Regions from separate parts of the Ovis aries genome. Here region 2 is linked to region 1. Evidence: chromatin contacts called from public Hi-C data. All regions are on one chromosome and are shown on one strand. The core of a region is the stretch at or near the end of the contact, and the rest is flanking DNA. Distances in the headings are between cores, read along the strand shown. Region 1 has its middle 500 kb from the start of QKI. Region 2 has its middle 660 kb from the start of QKI.

What was found. Hi-C and Micro-C count contacts between places; a contact is called where the count stands out from the background.
Region 2: a Hi-C map of muscle shows a contact between it and region 1, with 10 times the contacts expected there. The contact joins two enhancer-like sites. A contact is called at or near these places in 5 of 16 Hi-C or Micro-C datasets (hypothalamus, muscle, omental adipose tissue and 2 more).

The regions. Positions count from the first base shown.
Region 1 is chr8:87,059,839-87,065,541 of ARS-UI_Ramb_v3.0, reverse strand. No RefSeq gene overlaps it. Among named protein-coding and RNA genes, the nearest start is that of QKI, 500 kb to the right of the region's middle. Within about 2 kb of position 3,836, at least 9 of the 54 cell types and tissues checked have an H3K27ac peak or open chromatin away from gene starts, as enhancers often do. A contact at or near this core is called in muscle and tail adipose tissue, where this site is marked.
Region 2 is chr8:87,222,233-87,227,724 of ARS-UI_Ramb_v3.0, reverse strand. No RefSeq gene overlaps it. Among named protein-coding and RNA genes, the nearest start is that of QKI, 660 kb to the right of the region's middle. Within about 2 kb of position 4,049, at least 29 of the 54 cell types and tissues checked have an H3K27ac peak or open chromatin away from gene starts, as enhancers often do. A contact at or near this core is called in muscle and tail adipose tissue, where this site is marked.

The DNA.
Region 1 (5,703 bases), core at 2,587-5,086:
AAGACCCAGGTCAGTCCCCAACATTCACTGAGAACTGAAGACCCAGAATCTAGAGCAGAGCAACCGAGAACTGGCATAATTGCCAGGATGAAGCTTGGACTGTGGGATTATCTTTCTGGTATTAAAAGAAGCTGATCAATTTCCACCCTCTCCTCCCCTCCACAAGGATTATTACAAGAGCCGCTGGTAAGATCTGTTATTTCACAGAAAAATGGGGTTTTGAACATGTTAGTCAGATTGTCAGGCTAAACCTCTCGAGTGTGTGGCTTGAACGTCCGTCGGGATGACGTCTTTATCCATTCAGGAAGCGTTTACTAGACGCTTGCTGAGAGTAATGCACAGTTGGGGGCGTGCCAGAAAAACTCGACCTGTGCTCCCAAGGTCCTTGCAAGGTTGGGGAGATAATGGCACAGGGGTGAGTCAGAGCACGGCGTGAGCGCCACTGAATACACCGTCAGCAGAGCATACCTGGGGCTCCAAGAGAGCAAGGCGGGGGAGGAGGTAGGTATGAGAAGCGCACCAGGGGCTTCCTGCAGGAGGAGGCGCTGGAGAGGTTAGGAGGGAGCCAGACCCTCCGGCACGAGGAGGCCTTGTTTCCAGAATAAGATGTCCTGTGCCCAGGTCAGGTGTGGCCGGGCCACTGGATCCTTAGGTGACAGCTGAGTGGTTAGGCTTTTAGGGGCAGTGGTGCAGAACGGCTGGCAGCTTCAACATCATCTTACAGAGAAAGCCCCAGGTCCCTGCAAGAGTGTGGGAACCAGCTACAGTGGTTCCCACTGTAAACTCTTGAGAGTTTAGCAGACTATTTGTAAAAAGAACTGCCGTTCGACTTACTTTCCTTGTCTCAGAATACAAGTCATTTTTAGAAAAGCTAGTGCCTGGTCTTTGAAGACTGTAAGTAACTTGGAATTAGGGTGGCTGGATTTAGAAGATAGACATAGGATGCCAGCTAAGTTCGAATTTCAGGTGGACAGGGAGTAACTTTTGGGTGGAAGCATGTCCCGAGAATCGTTGGGCATTCTGAGTTTCGCCTGGGACCCCCGCTTGGAGGGAGTGAAGAGGCGCCCGGTGCTGTTCTAGGATGGGTGGGACGATGCATTTTGTTTTCAGGAGTGCAGGGCAGAGAGGCCAGCCATGCCTTCATGCACACAGCAGCTGTGCGCCTGAAAGGGACTTCCTGTTCTTTCTCATGTCCATCATATTTAGAACGGCCTTACATTTGAAGGAATCAAATATGTTTTCAGAGTAAAGAGTATTTCTGTCATGGCAAGAAGCAATTATCTAATTCTGGCCTGGAGAATTCCATGGACCAAGGAGCCTGGCGGGCTATAGTCCACGGGGTCGCAAAAAGCTGGACATGACTGAGCTACTAAGCACAATTACCCCACACATGTTAGTGTGTTTGATTTAAATCAAATATTTATATTTTGGTTTTTCTCAAAGGAGAAGCACACAGAAGAAAGCCTTTTTGCCAAGTCAGGATGCACAGCCCTGGAGGAGTTTCCATGAAGTTGCTGGTAAGTCCTGAGAGCCCTGGTCTGGGAGCTCTGGGTGGAATCCTCCGATCCCAGAAGGACAGACGGCACATCTCTCTCCTGCCGGAGCCCTCCGAGTCAGAAGCTGGAGCAGACGTCTTCTGACCCAGAATCAGCAGGGTGAGAGCAGAATTTACCAACAAGCTCAGGACATGGCGTTGAGAAGGAAGATCTCGGACTGGAGAATTAATTTTCTCTCCTTCCTGAGCAGAGCAGCTCTCCGCCTAAAGCCAAGAATCTTTCCAGAATGCAAGTCCTGAATGGAGACAGTCCAGTAAGCGCCGCGTGACCCTAATCACTCTGACCACGTTCTGCCACAGTTTGCAGTGGCCTACATCTAACACAGGGTCCACGTGACGCACTTCTCCGGAGAACAAGGCTGAAGCTCGGCCAGTGGGCCGGCGTTCCCCAGGGGACCAGGGGGTGCTCTCTTCTATAAACTAATCACAACTGGAGGGCTCTGGGGACAAAAGCCTGTGTGCTGGGCTTCAGCGTTTTCGGTGATATGATAACTAGGAACAGACCCCCGAGAAACAGATCTGGCTCAGACAGAACACGTGTTTACTAAAACGTGATCTGCACAATTAGATCCTTGTAAAGATCTCAAACTGGAAACCCAGCAAAATTAGATATTTCTCATGAGCTTTTATGTTTCCTAGTAAATATCCCTCTTGCTCAGTCACAGTTAGAAAATGATAAGCATCGGCGCATGACCACAGAGGAATGTTTTTGAAGTAGCAGATTTTAAGAGAAAGCCTGTAATTCTAATAAAAATAAGAAACCTTCCGTTTCAGACACCTTTTGATTTTATGAGAAGAGTTTGTTTTCGTAATATTTGTATCAGACCAGTTTGCTTTTTTCCAATATAGAATCAATACTGTATTTGCCTACAACTCTTTTAAGTCTTCCTTTTTTTAAACTGCCAATTGTTAAAGCATGTGTATAGAAGCTAAAGAAAGGTAGTATCTAAAAAATATTAGTGAATTTAGGTCTCAACAAAGATATTAGTAAGACTAGCACAAACATTGAACAAAGATTCAAGATGAATTAGACTCAAGATACTCTTAAAAAAAATCACTAAGTGTAAAAACACTGTCTCTCAGCATTAAAAACAGTAAAAATATTGATAAGCAATAGACTTCAATGTTATATACTTTGAAAACAGAATAAAACTGAAAGAAAATATTCTTTAAAACAGAACTCTTAGGAAAAAATGAGAGAAATATCATTTTGATATTCCTACACTGATATTCTGTGAAACACTTCCAAAAAGATTAATAAGAGTACCATGTAGAGGTCCACAGCCCAACAATTTTAGGGAAAACTCAGTGTGTTGTTTGAAATATTATTTTCATATTAAAGACTCTGATAAGTGCTGCAACCAAGAATCATGTTTGATTGCATTTAATCCACCTTTTTCAAAACTTCTTGCACGTAGGACCCCATTTCTTCCTGCATACCTATCAACAACCTAAAGACTATTTCGCAGGAAATACTAATTTGAGAAACAGTCCATGACTGAAAGAGATCAGGTTCCCTGCCTTTATCACCCAAACTTTCAAAAGGACATGAAGAGCTATTGAAAAACATTCATTGAGATGTTAACTCATGCAGTTAGTCAAAAGCATGCCATCTATTTTTTCCATAGCGTTGGTCATATTTCAGCCTCCTGGTCTCCTAGCTCTTGGGACAGACTCTCCCCTCCCCCCCAGCCCTCTCCCCGCCTCCCCTCGCCCAGCTCCATTTCCAATGGAAATCTGGTCCCCCGAACTTCCAGCAGGGGGCTCTGTCTGCTAATGCTGATGTGAAGGCCTTGAAGCTGGTTCAAGGTTAAGCAGGCTCAACAGCTAGCAAGCTATAAATGTCATTCTGGCGTTTAGGACACAGCATTACAAAAGTATGATCATGGTTCAAGAATGCTGCCAAGAGAGAAATCTGTGCTCAGAATTTTATTATTAGGTTTCGTCCTGTGTCCATTTTCAAATACAGTTAAGAGAGTCCAAAGGGGAAAAAACAAAAACCAAGGAGGATTTTATAAAATAAAAATCAAGTAATGACTGATACTGAAAAAAAAATCTTTAAGACTTAAAAATTTCCCTGCATGGTTGGCAACTCAAGGCTGCCAATTTTCTACCAAAAATAGTACAAGAAAACCAAAATGTGAAAGTACAGTTGAAAATGAACGGCAATAAATTACTTCTACTGAGATGAAGGACAGACACAATTCTTCAAGAAGGACCTCCCTGAAGGAAGGAAGCACCAGGTTTGGCAAAGTGTCTATTGGAGAAGTTCCTATCAGTGATCTGGATTTTTTTTTTTTTCTCTTAAACTTCTTTTCCACAGTCCCCTGTACACTGCCCCCACCCCCAACACACACACAAAAAAGAGCATTTCAAATATTCATAAATTGGACTGTAAAGAGATAAAAATATTTAGTTCAAAGGGAAAGCAACACTGCTTCAGCCAGAAGAGCTGGAAACGCGCCCAACAAGAAGGTCGAAGACGCAAATAGACAACAGATAGAACACACACCCACAACACTGCACTTTTGCTTTAGTCCCAGGACAGGGTGGCTGCTTGGAGGGGGCCTGGCTCCCACTGGGGAAGAAACCTGCCACACGAGCGTGAGCGGCTAATGAATTAAGGCCTTTGCAGGAGAGTGGAACAGTTTACTCCCGCCCGAGCCTCAGGAGAGTTTGTGTGGAATACACCCACACCACACAAAACACCTCACGGCAAACCAGGCCAAGCCTTTGCCATTTTTTTTTTATTGAAAGGCCAAATCCAGCTCTATACATCAGCCAGACGTGAAACCAGTGCATGGCTCTCCCATCGCCCCATAATCATGTGTACAGGACTGTGAGAATGTGACCACTTTTATCCGATGTGTTGATCTCCTTAGAGGTCAGCCTGATGTAAAGATGTTATTCCCATGTACTCTGTCCTTTCACATACTGTTTATTTCATCCCAGAAACCAGACTGTTGCAATGCTCGCAGGGTGTGGCCTGTAAACTGTGTGCAGGGGGCAGACGTGGGGAAAACACAGCATGATATAAGTAAAGGGTAATAAAAAGACCTTCCACTTTCACTGGGAAATGTGACCACAGAGGAGAGAGAGCCTGTGCTCTGGGCATTCCTCACCGAGCAAGCTCTTCAGGACACACTGCAGCTGTTTCTAGCTCCCAGCAGGGAGGATCCCGGTGGGATGGCACACAGTCTGGCAGGAGCGGGGAGACGGGCCACAGAGCTCGTCAGAATCCCCTGCCTAAACTCCCCAGGCCCAGGCCTCACCCAGCCCAACCTGCAGGGCTCGGAAACTAAATCTGAGAGCTTGTGTCTAAGAGTTAGTGGCAACTAAACGCTAAAAGCAAACAGTTTCATAGAATCAGACCAACCCAGAGTTTTCAAAGCAAGTATCAGTAGAAACAGATATGCTGGCAAATACTTAGATGGCTAACTCAGGGAATAAAGGTGTGATTTGTAGAACCAGCCAGTATCTGTGGTATAAATACTTTCATCACGGCCAGCTTCAAGTCACTGTATGAGACCACTGGATGCAGAGTTGGGAAGAAATACATGTAATTGGCCCTTAAGCTTGGCTCTCTGTGTAGCCCTAGCAGCCCAGAGCAGGTAGGTTAAGGCAGGCTGAGGTGTCCCGGCACCTCCAGACTACAAAGCCAGGAAATCTGCTTAAAACACAAAAATAATTTGGTTCAGGAATCTTTGGTCCAGCACTGGAATGGCTTCTCTTTATCCTAAATTAGAATTTGTTTAAAACAGATCTCGAAACAGCCTCTTGATGTTTGTTAAACCCCATAAACAAAACTATGTTATGTTTAAAAAGCAGTCTTCAATATCTTAAAAGTAACTTTTTCAAAGCTACTTTTCCATACACTCTGGCTGAGTCTTTGTCAGAGACAAAGGCCCTTCCTGAAAGCACTATTTAAAAATATGAAAAAGATATGGACCATGTATTTACAGCTGTGCATTTACTCTGGCATAATTTGGATGATTAATTTTCAAGTCATCTTTTCTTTTTTTTTTTGCCCCCCTCTTCAGCCTTTCTCCCAGAGTTTCCTGGAACTTCACCTTTTCCCCTGGGATGTGTTCTGGAGGATCAGAACGTTTACAGACTAAAGGACCAGGAGACGTGAGTGCTGAGTAGCG
Region 2 (5,492 bases), core at 2,800-5,299, 160 kb before region 1:
CCATAGCCTTGACTCTATGGACCTTTATTGGCAAACTGATGTCTTTGCTTCTTAATATGCTGCCTAGGTTTGTCGTAGCTTTTCTTCCAAGGAGTTTAACTGTCTTTTAATTTCAAGGCTGTAGTCTGTCATTGACAGAGACTAAAATCCACACTTGTGTGACCAGGAATCTGTGCAGATCATTAGCTGAGAAGTGGCCCCAATACCCTACACCAGTTATGGACCGACATCTTCATCCAACCCTTCAACCTCACTTTGGGTAACTTTCCACTGGCTGCCTCTTCTTGTTGGGTCTTTGAAAAGCCAGGCTATGAATCCCATCAGGACCGTAGCCAGAATGCTCTATCTCAGGTCTCACCAGAATCCAATCCAAATGTCACCTCCCCCAAGAAGTCTTCCATGATCGTCCTACCCAAAGCAGTTCCCTGCTCATGGCCAGCATCACTGGTGTAGGACTAGCCCAGGTGAGGACACCCTGGGGCTCAGAAGTGCTCAGAGCACTCAGTTTTGTGCTCTGTCTGATCATCTTCAAATCTGTCACAACTTTCCAACGAAGGCTCTGCTTTGCGTTTTCTTTTAGTATTGACTCTGCAAGCTTTGCCGCCAGCTCTTCCCTCACTCCAGACTGCATTGTCCCATTCGGGTTTTCTCCGTGGCACTTCCATTATTCAAAGTGATCTCTTTTGTTAATCTATTTACTGACCTTTCCCCTCCGAGGATGTGAGCTCCAGCAGAGCAGGAACCTCGCCAGCCTGGCTCACCACTGCGTCTCCGGCCCCTGGAACAGGGCCAGGCAGGGGGTGAGTCTCAGAAGCACATGGTGAATTAATGACCAAGGCAGAGCACTAAAAATACAGCCGGGAGTGCAAAACACACAGAGAGGAGTTGATGGTAGCTGGGCTTTCTGCCATGGCTTCAGACTCATTTCCCCAACACCGGCTATCCTACCGAGGTGAGATGCTGATTAATAAAAGATGCTCGTGTCATCCACGAGTAAATTCATCCCGACAGGTCAAGAACCAAGATGAAACTTAACCGCTGAGTTCTAGCACGTCCTGCCAGGAGGCGCATCCCGGCGCTGCACTCTCTCCTCTCTTCCTCTTGGAATGCGGGGGTGTTCGGGATGCTTCCGCCTGCCATCTCTGTTCCTCCGGGAACTGACCTCAGCCCTGCTCCAGTGGTGGACCTGGCTGGCCTGGCTACCGCTGGGTTCACAGGTGAAATGTTGAGACAAAGGAGCCTCCACTGGGGATGCCAAGAATGTTCTTCCCGAGGCTCCAGAAGCGCTTCTGCAGGAACTCACTTTTCCGCTAATGATGGGCCTCAGGACTACTCAATCTTTGCTCACCATCCGCCCACAAATAAAACCCTCCATGGAAGGAGGGCAAGCCCAGAGCTGTGACCTGTTGGAGCTGGAGTCTTAGACTGAGCAAATCTGAATCTTGCCAGCTACACGTGGCTGATGACCTTCCTGTTGAAGCCAGTCTGGTCTGGTTCTACACTGCTGAGCGACTGAACTGAACTGAACTCTGATACTTGGAGGCAGCAGCATCCTTGGTGATTTGCAATGATCACTTTCTGCAGAAAGAGAACATCAGTGGGATAGACCTTCATTAGCACTTGCCTCGCTTGTATCTTCTCCTATTTTCCACAACAGGCAGTGTTTTAAAATGAACTTGACTTTTCGGCATGTTTCACTATACTCATGGCTGAAAACAGAGTTGTTGTTGTTTAGTCCCCAAGTTGTGTCTCTTTGTGACCCCATGGGCTGTAGCCCACCAGGCTCCTCTGTCATGGAATTTCCCAGGCAAGAAGACTGGAGATGGCTGCCATTTCCTTCTCTAGGGAATCTTCCCCACCCAGGCATTGAACCCACGTCTCCTGCTTGGCAGGCAAGATTCTTTACCACTAGGCCAAAAGGGAAACACTGAAAACAGAGATTTGAGCCTTTCATCGTCGTTTGCAGTTACGACCATTAAGACAGAACTTACGTCACAGAGTCTTTGTCACGACGGCGGGACTGACTGGCTGTAGTGAGAAGCAATCCGGGTTTAGGATCACAGTCCTGGGTCCATCCCGTCCTCTCCTGGGACCAAGACAAAGGCCCTGTGCTCTCTGAGTCTCCACGCCTCCTGCTGTGTGATAGCGTCCTCTGATCATTGTAAGGACATTGACCTCAGAAGGTCGTTATGAGGATGTGGTCCACTAATGCACACAGGCGCAGGGCCAGGGCCTCATAAGCAGTGAGAGGTCCACACGGACCCACGTGGACTACCACTGTCACTTTTCCAATAGCCAGGAGGAGCAAAGGTGCATAGCTGGTCCCTGCTCGTGGGAAACACTAATGTCCTTGGGGAGATGGACTGAAGTTGTTTGCAAAAAGATAACAAGGTGCTAACTAGGATGAATTGCAAGTGTCAATGGTTTGAAGAAGAGGAAGTGTCCACCAAGGCTAAGGCAGAAGGACCTTCTGGTGAAGATGGGCAGAGGTGGGCATGCAGAGAACTGGACCCAAGACCGGGTCTGACACCTCCCAGGGAAGCAGAACAGGAGGGAGGGAGGAGGGGAGAGTCCAGCTGGTGGCCGCAGAGGGCGGACTCGGCTCCAGCTTAGCGAAAGAGACTAAGAAACCCCCAGCAGAGGCAGAAATGGGTGTTTCATGAAGGGCTCTGCCTTCCAGCTACATCCAGACGGCGGTTGTCAATATTCTCCGAAACAAAGCAATAATAAAAAACACACAAAAAGCTTTAAAGACAATTCGGCTTAATTTTAAGACAGATAAGTAAATAAGGATGAGAGGACAGAATCCTGAAGAGACCATTAAAGAGATATTTTACCAAGTCCAGGTTTGAGAGGATGTATGTGGCGTGATCGGGGTGGGGATGGGGTGGGGGTAATACAAGGATGATGGTGGTGATGAAAGCACCTCCGTCATCTCTGTCTCTCTACCCAGTTCATCTTCAAACTAAATAGAACACATTTTTCCCCCTAAGGATTAGTGGGAAAGGCGAAAACAGAGAAAATATTGGTTTTTTAAAAATTAATTTGTTTCTTTTAATTGGAAGTTAATTACTTTACAATACTGTATTGGTTTTGCCATACATCAACATGTATCCACCACAGGTATACACGTGTTCCCCATCCTGAACCCCCCTCCCTCCTACCTCCCGGTAACATCCCTCTGGGTCATCCCAGTGCACCAGCCCCAAGCATCCAGTATCATGCATTGAACCTGGGCTGGCGACTCATTTCATATATGATATTATACATGTTTCAATGCCATTCTCCCAAATCATCCCACCCTCTTCCTCTCCCACAGAGTCCAAAAGACTGTTCTATACATCTGTGTCTCTTAAAATGTTAATACTATAGTTCTTAAAAAGGCAAGGAGGAAAAGGAAACAGCCCTTCCGACCACAAGAGGGTGCTGCTGGCTCCAGGAGCAGAGCCGACACCTAGCCAGGGACCAGCGGGAGGGCTGCCCGAGGCCGGTCTGCAAGGGGTCGCCTGGGCAGTGCAGAGTGGGGACTGCCCCCGGCCTTTACCCGTGGCCTGTGGCATCCGTGTCGTCCTGAGACCACAGAAGGCATGGAACCCTTATCGCCCAAGGCCTCTCAGACTCATGCTGGGCACGTCAGGACCGGGACTTGTTTTAAAGGGACCAGTCACTGCGCAGGCAAAGCAGGAAGGTCCTGACCCCCCGAAACTGGGCTATAGGATGTTCTCCGCCTGTGAGCTCCACGCAGAGAAGGGTTTAGTCCCCCACGGCTCCCAGTGACACCGTCCGGCCGAACTCCATTTCCCAACCCCGCAGACCAACTAAGAGAACGCCCGGGCACCCAAGATTAAAAATAGGATGTTGCCACCGGGTGCCTGGCCGGCTGGCAGAGACACAGGACCTTGGGATAACCTGGAGCCCTGCCAGTCGGCTGTCCTCGCGCTTGGCCACCCCCCGGGAAGGGGAGGGGGTGGAGGTTTACAAGGAGTCCTGCCAGGAAAGGGCTGGGAGCAGGGGAAGGGTGGAGAAATGGTTTTCCTGTGAGTCAAGGGACAACAGCTGTCACCACGGAGGCAGAGGAGGTCGGAACACTGGGTCCAACCCCTCAGAGGAGCCGTGGCAGCTGAGTCAAAACAAGCAGTCAGAAACTTGAGGCCCTTAAAAATACAGTAATTCATGCGACATCAAAGCAGTGATTAGCACAGCTTCCTGGCTGTCTCCCTCTGTTTATTTATAGCACATTACACATTTTAATGCTATTTTCATAAGGTGCTTCAGCTGCTGTGGTGCCATATTTGGGACCAAGTGCCTCAGAAGTGCTACAATTAACAGCACCCCAGGCCCAGCCACACAGGAGCCCAGTGTCAATCCCAATGACAACAGCCTCCCAAGAGGAGGCATGGAAGAGAAAGTGTCCCAAGGCTCCCAGTGCCCTGTGAAGCTGGCTGGACGACAGGATGGAAGGGGGCGCAGAGGAGAGGGGAGGGGAGGAGAGCGCAACCGCCAAGTTCGTCTGGATGAGTCCTGTGGGGAGGATGGTCAGCCCTCAAGCCTTTATGCAGAGCCTGCTTTTATTAGGGCACAGAACCTGGCCCTTTGAGGGTGGAGTTGTTCACTGAACTCTGGAGTCCACCCCCCTTGCCCCTCCCCAAACTAGCTCTATTTTAAACGCATTTGAGTTTGTATCAAGGTCAAGGATGAGAGGAGGAAGGAAAAGAGAAAAGTCACAGGAAACATTCTCATTCCTCCCAGGAACTTTCTTTGACCAAAGGTGGATCATTTAGGAAACAGAACCATCCCATTTCATATCAAATAGACAAGATGCACTCTTCTTGCAGATAAATTTAGTATCAGTGTCTCCAAGTCTGACTGCGCTTTACGATTAGTCCCCTTGAAAAATGCAAGTGGGCGAATTTGTGCCATGGGAAAAATATGTCATCTCTGCATCCAGAGATAAAACAGGTGGGGGAAAATAACAGGGGGTCAGGAGAACTAAAAAGCCTCTTGATGAAAGTGAGAGAGGAGAGTTAAAAAGTTGGCTTAAAGCTCAACATTCAGAAAACTAAGATCATGGCATTTGGTCCCATCACTTCATGGCAAATAGATGGGGAAACAGTGGAAACAGTGGAAACAGTGTCAGACTATTTTTTGGGGTTCCAAAATCACTGCAGATGATGACTGCAGCCATGAAATTAAAAGACACTTACTCCTTGGAAGGAATGTTATGACCAACCTAGATAGCATATTCAAAAGCAGAGACATTACTTTGCCAACAAAGGTCCGTCTAGTCAAGGCTATGGTTTTTCCAGTAGTCGTGTATGGATGTGAGAGTTGGACTGTGAAGAAAGCTGAGCACCGAAGAACTGATGCTTTTGAAGTGTGGTGTTGGAGAAGACTCTTGAGAGTCCCTTGGACTGCAAAGAGATTCAACCAGTCCATTCTAAAGGATATCAGTCCTGGGTGTTCTTTGGATGGAATGATCCTAAAGCTGAAAC